Regions from separate parts of the Rattus norvegicus genome. Here region 2 is linked to region 1. Evidence: chromatin contacts called from public Hi-C data. All regions are on one chromosome and are shown on one strand. The core of a region is the stretch at or near the end of the contact, and the rest is flanking DNA. Distances in the headings are between cores, read along the strand shown.

Region 1 (6,157 bases), core at 2,305-4,804:
GCTCTAACACAGTGTTTTCAAAAGAGTAAGTTCTCCTTAGATAAAAGAGTCAACAGAAAAGTTTATCAAAGAAGTTGTGAGGAAAGACATCATAAGCCCTCTCTCTCAAAGTCTTACTTTTTTTGCTTGCTTGAGAGTAAAATAGCACCATCTTTCTGGGAGACAAGCTGTGCCCATTCCACAGAAGCAGCATGGGCCACTGTTTCTGAAGCATAACAGGCAAAGTGCAGAGCAGCAGAAGCCTCTACCAAGGCATTAAAGGATAGTTTGGTCTGACCAAAGCTCAGCTGAGCCAGGTCTAGGAGTTCGTTCCCTATTGGTCCCACAGAGATAGCATGACGTTTTACAAAATTTAGAGTGAAATTAGGGGACAGATTGCTTGGGATTGCCCCATTCTTCAGGGGTTCCCCTGGTAAGCATCAGGGGGGATTCCCTTAAATATGGCAGAACCCTAACAGTAAGTATGGGGGCTACAGGGGAGAACAGGTCCCTGCTTGTTAGTTGGAGACTGGAAGGGGTGGGGGAATTCCTAAGCACTCCATTTACAGAGGAGAGCCCCTTGTTAGTCACAGTTCCCTTGGCACAGGGCACTTGGTGGCAGAGACCTGTTTCTGATTCCTTCAAGGTTTCTGATTTCTTGTAGGTTTTAGACACATACACACACACACCCCTACTCCTCTCACCACTGTTTGGCTATTAATTACATAAGCACTATACCAAGTCTGCCAACATCCTCAGACCCTAGTGTCATTCATTCTAAGTGTTTTTATGTGTGTGTTGGGTCAGGTCATCTGTGGAGGGCAGAAGAGGCAACTGGATCCTCTGGAGACGGAGTCACAGGCCATTCTGGGCTGCCCAGTAGCTCCCCTCCCCAGAGTATCACTCATTCTCAATTAGTTCATGTTTAAAGATAATTTCACAAAGACGACATTGTGGAAATCATTTTATTTATTTAAACATTTATTCATTAATTTATTTTTTGAGACAGGATTTTGTGTAGCTTAGGCTGGTCGAAAGCCTGTTATGTAACAGAGGCTGTCTTGAACTGGTTCTCCTCCTGCCTCAGCTTCCTCGGTCCTGGGATTACAGTAATGTGCCACCATACCTAACAACAGTGTAGACTTATAAAACATTAGGAAGGATGTCTGTGTGAGCAAAGACATTTAGCACTGTAAATGCCAATTAGGACTTAAAGTGTTTTCATTGATTCTATTGCTATAGAAATCTATAGACAGCAGATTCCAGCCCAAGTTAATGTAGTTCCTATCATACATTAACTAGGGGCACAAGCTAGAGATGAGATAAGTTGAATAAAGCAGATGACATGAATAAATACAGATGACATTTCTCAACATCTTAATCTTATAACTGATGCTAGTAACCACTTACTACCACTGGTAGCATGGGGAGAGGATATGTGTGTTGCTAGGAAGATGACCCACATCCAGAGCGTTATGAGCAGGTAGTCCATCAGTCTGCTCAGCGAAATCATGCTGCTTGTCCATAAGAAAGCTTGAGCTCATGTTACAAGTAATGCATGTCAGCTCATATACAAAACTTCATCACATCAGGTACAAGCATTAAAGGCAAATCACGTCACATGGCTTTGAAAACTCTAAACCCACACACCTCAGCGCTCAGCTTGTGCCTAATTCAGTCAAAAGCTTTAAGGTAACTGGGCCTGGGGACTCTCACCTTAAATCCTAGCCCTCGAGGAGGCGGGGCTGCTGTGAATTCTAGGCAGCCTGATCTACACAGTGACTTCTAGGACAAGGAGGGTTATAAGGTGAGACCACATAAACAAACCAAAAAGTTCCATTCAGGTAAGTTGGTTGTGGTGACAGAATGAGGCTGAGGAGAACGAATTCAAGGCCAGCCAGGACATGGTAATCTGTCTTTAGAAAAAGTGTTAGCAAATATTAATTTATAACACATTGGAGAATTAGTTTATAACACGTTGCTTTAAATTTAAAAAGTTGTGTGCCTGGGTGTCTTCTTGCAAGTATGTCTGTACATCACCGGTGTCTGGTATCGGAGCACATCCCCTGTAGCTGCAGTTCCAGGTAGTAAGCCACCATAAAGGCTCTGGGAACTCACAAAGAACAGCCTCCATCCTAATTTTAAAACTTGAAAAATGAAAGACCACTGCTCTCCCCAGCCCACCCCAAAAGGGAAGCTTCAGGCAGGTCTGTGGGTTCCAGGACAGACAGGGCTACATAGAGAGGCCCTGTCTTTTAAAAAGAAAATTAAGAAAGTAAGTTTAAAAAAAAAAAAGCCTGAAATAGGCTCAAACTGAAGAAGTTGTACAACTTGGTGGCACACACCTGTAATCCCAGTAATTCCTGGACTCTGAGTAATCCTGAAACTGAGGCAGGGTCTAGTGTATATCCCTGGCTGTCCTAAATTAACGATGTAGACTAGGGTGGCCTGGACCCTGTTTCAAAAATCGCCCCCCAATAAATAATAGATAAATCTACCTCACTTTGTGAATTAATGAGTCTAAATGCGCTAATGTTTTCCAAATAGAGCATAATTAAGGGGGGAGGGTAAGTTTATGGGTCCTTAATTGGCAAGGCCTCTTTCTGGGAAGATTAAAAAAAAAAACAACTCAAAAACCCAAAACCAAACCTAGGCTAATATAACTTCGGGAGGCTTTGACCAGCTTTGACCGATGTGATCACTCAAATTCCATACGCGATGCCAACAGCTTTTCTCAAAGTCCTAAAAATTAATTCTCATCTGCTCACCCTGTCTTCGGAGCTGCACTCTCTTCGCAGCCGCACGCGGCGCCCGCAGCAGCTGACTCCTCCCCGCTCGTGGGGAAAACCCTGCCTAATATTTATAACGCTATGACATACTGTAATACTCACAAGGTGGTTGTAGAAGTATAAACACGACTGGAGTTATCTGATTGGCTGCTGGTGATGTAACACCCATGTCAATACTTCCCAGTGAACGCACGTGTTCGACCTTTTATTTAAATTTCCATTTCATCACAGCAATAAGACACTCGGGGCGGTGCATTTTCTGTGAAACGATCGTCGCCCTGGGCTAGAGGTGCTGCCCGGCGTACACAATGCGCCCAAGGAGGTGTCCTCGCGAGGGAGGCACCGCCTGGTCCAGTCTTTTGTCAAGGAACAAAATAAGTTCACTTCCTCGGGCACGGCCACCCGCCCCCCGGTAGATGACAGGGCTGGGACGCGCTCCCACAGCAGTTACTCCCGAGTCCCAGGTGAAGTCGTGGCGAGAGTCGGGCACGGTGCGCTCGGGCGCGCGGCGGCGAGGCGGCCCCTGACACTCGCCAGCTGTTTGTCCTGGCCGAGCCGGCCCCGCCCCGAGACCCCGGCCCCGCGCCCCGCCCGCTTCCTTCCCGTGGCCGCACCCCCGCCCGCAGGCCCGAGCGGCCGGCCCCTTTCCCGGTCCCCGGGCGCCCCCGGCCCAGCCCAGCCCGGCCCAGCCCGCCCCCTCCCCCGGCCGGCCCCCACCCTCTCCCCCTCCAGCGGTTACTGCTACCCCGGTGCATTGTGGGCGCACGGTCCGTTGTTCATTTGCCATTCGACCTCCGCCAGGGCCTGGTCGGACGGAAACGCTCCGCCGGCTTTATTGTCGGCTCGCTATGTGGCGGAGCCTGGCGGCTTAGCGCGCCTCTCGCGTCCGCTCCTCGGCAGCCGGCGGCGGCGGCGCGACTCCCCGAGGACGGAGATCTGTTGGCGGGCCGGTGTGTGCGCGCAGCGCTGAAGCGGGGCAGCGGAGGGGCGCCCGCACTCCTCAACTTCGAAGGCCGCACGCGCCCCGGTTCCGCCGCCCGCCCACCTCTCCGCGCGGGACGCTGCCCGGAGCGCGGCAGGGCGGGGGTGGAGAGGACGCGGCTGGGACAGCGGCGGCGGCAGACGCGTGCGGCGGCCTGGGAGCGAGCGCGAGCCGGCAGGAGGGTAAGGCCGTGCCGGCGGGAGCGCAGCGCAGAGCGGCGCGGCGCAGCGCCGGGGGCGGGGGCGGGGGTGAGGCGTTGGGGGAGCCGCGGCGAGCGCGCGGGACGCGGCCCGAGCCCGGGCGCGAGCCGAGGCACCGGGCGGCGGCGGCGACGGCGGCGCGCGCCATGTCGTTCAGTGAAATGAACCGCAGGACGCTGGCGTTCCGAGGAGGCGGGTTGGTCACCGGCGGCGGCCCCACGAACAATAACGCTGGCGGGGAGGCCTCTTCTTGGCCTCCGCAGTTTCAGCCGCGACTCCCCGCGCCGCCCGTGCCGCCGCAGCCCAATGGGCGCGGGGCCGACGAGGAAATGGAATCGGAGGGCCTGGAGCCCCAAGACTCGGAGGCCTCCGCCGGGGCGGCCGCCGCGGAGGACGCCAAGGAGTTGCTGCTCCCTCAGGACACGGGCGGCCCCGCCTTGCTGGGCGGCGGCGCGGGGGGCCCCCTGCTAGCGGAAAGGAACCGTCGGACTCTGGCCTTCCGCGGGGGAGGCGGCGGGGGTCTCGGCAACAATGGCAGCAGTCGCGGCCGCCCGGAGACCTCGGCGTGGCCCCTCAGGCATTTCAATGGGCGAGGGCTGGCGGCCGTGGATCCGGAGCTGGACGCGCTGGAGGGGAAGGAGTTGATGCAGGACGGGGCGTCCCTGAGCTACAGCACCGAGGAGGAGGGGGCGAGCCCGGGCGATGGCAGTGGGGCGGAAGGCGGCAGCTGCAGCAGCAGCAGGCGGTCGGGAGGCGAAGGCGGGGAAGAAGCAGAGGGCAGCGGTGTGGGAGCTGGAGAAGGAGAGACTGTCCAGCACTTCCCGCTCGCGAGGCCCAAGTCCCTCATGCAGAAGCTCCAGTGCTCCTTCCAGACCTCTTGGCTCAAGGACTTCCCTTGGCTGCGGTACTCCAATGATACTGGCCTTATGTTTTGCGGCTGGTGCCAAACGACCCCCGAGGATGTGGGCAGCGTGGACCTTCCCCAGGTGGGGCATGATGAGCTTTCGCGAGGGACCCGCAACTACAAGAAAACCCTGCTCCTGAGGCACCACGTCTCCACCGAACACAAACTCCACGAAGCCAACGCCCAGGTACCGTAGATCCGGCTCTTGGTTTTCCTCAGATCTTTTGGGAAAGGTTTTATCAGTGGGAGAGACTAAAACTAAAGCAAAGAAAGGGGAGAAATTAAGATCCTTCGGGGAAGGCGTCGTTCCGGTCGAGAGAGGTTCGGGGGAGCTTATGCGTAGGGGTTTGGAAAGCCTGGAAACTAAAGTTTTCCAAAGTTGTGGATGTATTGGGGGAGGGGGGGTGGAACGACACTTTTCTAATGATAGCGCTGGGTTTATTTCTCAGGAGTTAGGGTTTGCCTGTGAGATTGATTGAATCCGAGAGAGGTTGGGAGAGGTTGGAAGAGGTTGGAGATTTTAACTTTAAATTGACTTTCGGTCAAAATTTTTTTAAGTCAGCGGAGATTTCATGGACACTAAAGTGCTAGAAGTAGTCTGAAGAATAGATTAGACAGTTTCCTTAAGCTTCGGTGCTACTGGCAAGCCACTCAAACTCATGTCAGGCCGAGATAATGTGAAATGTGAGAGGCGTATGCAAATGTGCAGGAAGTTAGTTGAATAATTTTACGGTGTTCATCCCCGTTAAACTTGTTGAACCTTAGGCAGGCTCTTTTTAGTAAGATCTTTGTTCATTTTAGCTATTTACTTATATTTATATTTCTCTTCTGAGAATCTCTGTATTATCTCTTTCAAAAACATGGTCGTGAACAGCTTATATGAAGGCTGTTAATCTTAGCTTTGGAAATGTTTAATGTGAAGTGATTTGGGCTTAATCTGCTCACTGGAAAACCGTCAGTCCCTAGTTACAAAACAAGTCTACCTATGAGTTTTAAACATTCCTACTCCAAAGACAGGAGCCTAACTGTTTTGATAGCCCTTTTCAAGTCAAATAGATGTTGGTCGTCCTCCTTTTTATGACTCAGGCAGCCTGTGGTGGTGGGTGGAATTTTCTTTTGTGTTGCTGGCCAGTCATTGATTTTAGAAAGTCAACACTCAGGTATTAGTACCTCACTGTGGTGTTTATGGGAGCGATCCTGCTGCTCAACACACTTAAACTATAGTTTACTAGTCACACAAGTAACCCAGCTTAGCAGAGGCTTTAGTTTTAAAAGCACAGGGTTATTTTGTTTGTTTGGTTTT
Region 2 (6,157 bases), core at 1,202-3,701, 270 kb before region 1:
TTATTATGGTTGTTATGATGATGATGACGATGATGAAGAAAGTCTGTGACAAAGTCTAACTATTGCAGTCAAGACTGGTCTCAAAACTAGCCTTCCTGACTCAGCATCATGGGCTTCATGATTCTCCTGCCTCAAATGATACATGAACTTCGTAGGCCTGTATTCCAGATGCCAACATACATCACATATTCGAGTTTTCAAACTAAACTGTAAAAGCCACTTAGCAGGAGGATTGCTGAGCACGACAGAAAAAATGGAGTAGAGAAGTACCAAAGTGTAGACAGGTACACACACTGCAAACCACTTTCATCCCTTTCACTTGCCCCACCACCTGCCTCAGATTATCTGCACACCAACAGAGCCTCATTGCTTTCACCTTTGTCCAATGATGGCTGAAGGTGTTTGGATACAATCCAAAGGATACTTCTTGTTTAGGTACGTGTTCCTTGCCTTTGTGAGTAGGCTACCTCCTGGCGTCAGTCCTCTGCCTGCACAAGCTACCTGCTTATTCAGAAAGAACACAATGACCAGGTAATGGTGATATGTGTCTTTAATTCCAGCACGTGGAAGGCAGAGACAGCTGGATCTCTGAGTTCAAGGCCAGCCTGGTCTACAGCGTGAGTTCCAGGACAGCCAAGGCTACACAGAGAAAGTCTGTCTGGAAAAACCAGAGAGAGGGTGAGAGAGGAGGGAGAGAAGGGGGTGGAAGGGAAGAGAGGGGCAGGGAATTCACACTGGCCAAATTCCAGATTTAACTTTTAAGTAGAAGTTCCAGGTTCCTCCCTCTTTTCAATTACAGACTTCCTTAATCCCACCACCCAAAAGCGGGCTCCCTCACCTGCTCTGTTCTGACAGAATACTGAAAGGTGGCCACACCCTTAACTAGGAAAGCAGGTGGGGGGTGAAGAGCAGCAGGTGAGAATGAAAGGATTTAGGGCGTCTTTCCCAGGCCTTGCTGGGAGCCTTGAGGTTGCTCGCCTGCCACACTGGCCACTCTCAAGGCTTTATTGACAGCTCCACCTTTCCCTCTGTGGGCCCTGCTCTGATCCACACGAGTCCACACGTCAGAACTAGGTCCTCCCTCCTTTTAAGTGCTGGGTAAGGGGAAAGGCCAGGGCCCATATGGGTCACAGGCAAGAAAAGTGAGAAAATGAGAAGAAAGAAAAAAAGTTTTCCCCATGCCCATCTCCCAGCAGACATTACTAACAGTTGCCAGCTTCTAGAGGCTAGTGTTAGCCTGTACCTGTCAACATTTGTCGGTTTCTGAAAATCCAGACCATACCTCAAAGGCGGTTACTTAGTGGAGTTGAAGCATGCTATTGGTTACTGTATCGAGTTGAAGCACGCTATCCCAGCGCACACCTGGGTTCTGCAAACACCCAAACCCTTGGCAGCTTAGAGAGGAGGGGCCACAGTCTGCCCTTCACTGTCTTCTAGGTTTCCCACGCTCTATTGCTTAAAAAGAACAAAATGTAACCAAGTCTTCACAGTAAGGAAATGATTAACTTCTTCTGGGAAAGCCGAGTTGCTTCCTTGACTCCTTACAGAGGAGTTCACTGAGCCACCTCTTCTCCTCGGCAGGCAATAGGGGACCGCAGGCTGACGGCAAGTGAGGCTGTGCCCATGTCTGCTGGACCCTATGCAGGGATGCCCTGCTTATCAACTCGGACTGTCATAGCCAGCTTCCCGCCTTGTGAACAGGTCCGTGCCTCACACCAGAGACAACGGCTTCCAGAGGTACGGTGGTGAGTCTTTACTTTTCCTTTCTAGAAACTCGGTGGTGTAGGTTATTTGTCTAAATGGCTCTTGGTCTTCCCAAGGGAAGTCCAGGCCGATCAATTATCAGCTTGATAATTGTGATATCATTAGATCACACTCACCAGGCCCTCAGATGAGGTGAATATTTTTGGATGCTTAAGCGCCCTTTACCAAGAAAGACATAACCTAGGCAGATTTTAAAACTGTACACGCTATCTGAACCCAAGACCCCTCCATTGTCATCTACCGTCACTGCATACACAGAAATGGTGCCAACTTTAAAATCCAATGTCCCAGGCTAAATAGTTAACAACCAAGAACTACCCCTCCATGTTGAGTCAGGTCGTAGGCGCATGGTGGCACCTGGGCACGCCTTCACACTAACCTAAGAACCCCGGGTCACTCCTGGGTTTGACCAGAGTGAACGGAACTAACTACACAAAATCAATAGTTACCAACGTTCTGTGTAGGTGAGCCAGGCGGCGACGTGTTCCCGCTCGGAGAGAGGTAGAGATAGTTCTTGTTCACTCCGGAATCGAAATCGAACGGGGACTGGTAATCATCAGACAGCTCCATATCTCTACAATCCATGCCAGGTGATGGCAGAGAGCATGGCGCTACAGCAGCCTGCAATTGCTCCTCAGGCCTGGGACTCCTGGGCCAAGGCCCGGCTGAGGAAAGGAACTGGTGCTTAAAGTCCCGCCCAGCTCCGGCCCTGATGTGGCTTCGCTCTCAGCAGCAGATCTGTAGTGACTCCTCCCAGCACCCTTAGGAGGGCCCTGGTCACCACCTGTTGCTAATTTCAGTGGACAAAGAACAACCTGGGCAGAGGGAGTGGCCTTTCCTCTGTAAACAAAGGAGGGCCCCCACTCCCGAGCCCGGTTTAGATGTACAAACACTAGATACTGGCAGGAAGATTGTTTAAAATACAATTTTGTTAGACCAGTCAGCTGACCACATCCTCGCCAGAACAGACTTAATCTTCTAGGACAAGGGAGGATTATCTGTCAGTAATCTCCCCGCCAATGCCATCTGGGTGATACTTTTCTTGCACCCTACGTTACCACAGAATTCTGAGAGCTTGGCACACCGTGTTAGCAACCAGCCTTCTAAGCATGATACAAAAATAAAGCTAGACCCATCATCGCCTTATTTCTAAAGCAGAATCTGAATAACTGTCAAATTTTTTAATCTGACTCTTTTTGGAAGAATGATGTTTTTCTCGCACTGAAAACACACGAAGCAGCTGGAAGCTAGCTCCCAAGCTGCCACTGTGAGCTCCTGGAGTGATCCCCTCTAGGCCTCCTGGAGCTCCAGCACCTTTGTTTAAGCAAAGTCATGCAGGCCCTGAGGTTGCTACAAAGAACTAGTTTCCTTTGGCACACCCACCAGGCAGAAAGGGAGCCACTAGGAGCTCGCTTGTAAAACTTTTCAATCACCAAGTTCATTTCCTCCATCCCAGGCCTCTCTCTAGAACCTTCCCGAGCTCTCCAGAACCTTCCCATGCTCTCCGTGGCCTTTGCTAAGGCCCAACAGCACTTGCAGGCCCTTGGTGGAACTAAGTTAAAGGGAGGAAATATTTCCTTGCCAGGCATGGTGGCTCATGCCATAATCACATTACTCAGAAACCTGAGACAGGTGGTTGCCATGACTACAGTGAGAGACCCCATCTCAAAAACACAAAATAACTAACTGAATTAACACTTATACTTGTGTCCTACCTTTTCATATCTCATCACATAATCTCGGGAATGTATTTATAATCACTGAAATAGAGGAGCTGAACTTTTTATTGTATTGTATGTGTGTGGGCTAGAGTGCATGTCAGCAGGAGTCAGAAGAGGTTGATGAGTCCCCTAGAACTGGAGTAACAGGCAGCTATGAACCACTGTATGAAGTTGGGGGACTGAACCTGGGGCCTCTGTAAGAGCAGTAAGCAATCTTAACCCCTAGGCCATCTCTCCAGCCCCCAGAAGCAAAATGTTTTAATTATTAGCAAACTGTCAGAGTATGCCTAGTGTACAAAATCTGTAAGACGTCCACATTCATCTCAATTTATGACTGATTCTCCTTTCCGTTCTTTTTGGTTGGTCTTGTGTACTCTATGGAATGCCTTTGTCGGATTTAAACTTTTTGAGAATTTATTTTTAACAAGAACATCTATTGTTTCCTTCTTAACAATACCAAGATTTTGGCAGTTACAAACACTGTTTAATTGAAATAATTTATTTTCACCAACAGGTGCAATAGCTCATACCTGAAATCCCAGAACCAGAGATGCTGAGACAGGAGGACTCCCACTGCCCTGTACAGAAAGGAGAATAATTCCATTTTCTTTCAAAAGTCAGGTTTGCTACAGTCCACGATGTCCTTCACTCTGACAAGACCCAGTGAGAGTTAGTCCCTGGCCTAAACACTGGTGCAAAGGCATCTATCCACCAATTGCCCCTCTGGCTTCCCTTCCTGAGCCCCCGCTGTTAAAAGGTTTCCTTACTCTGCCACCCACGGACACACCCCAAGCCTCTGTTGACATCCACGCAGCATCCTGTACCCAAATTGCTGTACTGTATTTCCCTGACATCGTACATCCTTTAAGACCATCACGTCTTCTCAGAAGGCCTTCCGGTTCCTCCCATCTCTTCTCCATTCCCGGCATGCACATGTGAAGCACCCATCTGCCAGCCAGACCTCATGGCTACAGCCTCCCACCACAGCGTCTGCTGGCCCTACCCTGAATACGGACAGGGCTTATAACCAGTAGAGAATAAAACCAGCCTTATTTTCAAATGTGAGGGCTAAGAATCTAAGTGACTGTCTAAAAGTCTGACTTGTCTACTTGCTAAGCCCCTTTCAGGCCAGTGCTATGAATCCCAGCTCCTTCCCCTTCCTATCTGCAGGCAGACCGGTTCAGACAGTCCAGCCTTGAGGATGATGAACACATCCAAGCAGCCCCAGAAAGAGCGTGGGTCGGTTCCTGGAATGGCAGGCTCGAGGTCTGGATAACAGGGTGAGGGAGGGGGGCTGAAAAAAAAATAAAAATGTAGCTTGGGAACCAACCATTGGGAACCAACCAATAAAAGAGCCAGAATGATAAGCCTTTATAGTTACTATATACTTTTATAAGAAACAAACACAAGGATTTCGAAGTAGGCAAAGAGAGCATAGAAAGAAAATATTAGGAGAAGGGGTGTGGCTAAGTAGAAAGCACTTCCCGGTCATGCGTGTAGCCCGGGCTTGACCATGGCTGCATGGTAGGTGGATGGGTGGATGAATGGATGGACTGATGGATAGATGGAAATGACAGACGGTAAATAAAAGGTAGTTCACTGCTATAAAGGCCCCACTGGAGATGATGTGCACAGTGCAAGAGAGGCAGACAGACAACGGGAAAGGACACTCAAAAAGGCCCAAGGACCATCCAAACATGGGAACAGGGAAGCCTAGGGGCATGGCAGGTCTTTTTCCTGTGGGGCTCACTGGTCCAAGAACAAGTTGGCCCTGGGTGACAGGTATTTCCACAGGGCTATCTGGAAAATACTTCAAAATCTGCATTATTTTCTCCTAAACTTCCCAGGTCTGACCTCACATGGGTTATGGTCAATTGTACAAAGGAAGTTGTCCACCAGGAGCCACGAATCCTCCCCTTGTCATCTGCCACACCCTTCTGCGATCTGCCAGGAGTGTTCTTGCAGGCCCCAGGGTGGCCCATCTTCTCCCTTGTCTCTATCCCTTGAAGAATTCCTGACCACGTACTTACCCCACGACCTCTGAGAAAAGCCCACCAGAGTCCCTACCTGTTCTTGTGTTTCAGATGTGGGTCAGACATACAGCATTGTTCAGAGGTGTGCCTGAGGGGTAGCTAGCTGAACAGCCCCAGTCAATGTCGTTCCTAACACACTGAGCAACAGAAGACAATGACTTTCTCTAGAACCTAAGCTGTCTGCCGCTGGTGGAAGGGACTCGTTCCTCCACTTGCCAAGGCGAAAGAGACCAGTGACCAGACTAGACTGGGAAAGGACAGAGGGAGAAGGCGGAAAGGGATGGCGGCACACTATGTGAGCCCCTGCATGGAGCTACAGTAGCCTAAGGAATGAATATGCCCTTCTCTTGGGGTTGGAGCCAGTGGCAAGAGACCTGGGTACTCACTTCCTCTTTTCCCACTATCCTACAACTGACTGTGCTTCAACCAACTTGATTTTCCCAGGTTCTGTGTTGTTTGGTTTTGGGGTGTTACAGATCAAAGCCACAGGCTTGCACATAGCAGGAACACAGCCTATCACTGAGCTGTGTCACCAGCCCTCAGCTGTTCTGTTGGTTTTGGTTTGGTGTGGTTTTGGTTTGGTTTGAGACAAGGTTTTACCATATAGCACTGGCTAGCCTCTTACATAAAGCACCCCTG

Evidence for each region. A called contact is a pair of places that touch in the nucleus more often than the background predicts.
Region 2: a contact with region 1 is called in a Hi-C map of mammary epithelial cells, with 3 times the contacts expected there. The contact joins the promoter of Tpd52 here to the promoter of Zbtb10 in region 1. A contact is called at or near these places in 4 of 12 Hi-C or Micro-C datasets (the A7r5 cell line, frontal cortex, kidney and 1 more).

Annotation. Positions count from the first base shown.
Region 1 is chr2:94,414,705-94,420,861 of GRCr8, reverse strand. Zbtb10 (zinc finger and BTB domain containing 10) reads left to right here and starts at 3,554. Exons shown (of 7, transcript NM_024489.2): 1 at 3,554-5,041. The coding sequence starts at 4,097.
Region 2 is chr2:94,687,661-94,693,817 of GRCr8, reverse strand. Tpd52 (tumor protein D52) reads right to left here and starts at 2,451. Exons shown (of 8, transcript NM_001106421.2): 1 at 2,214-2,451. The coding sequence starts at 2,349.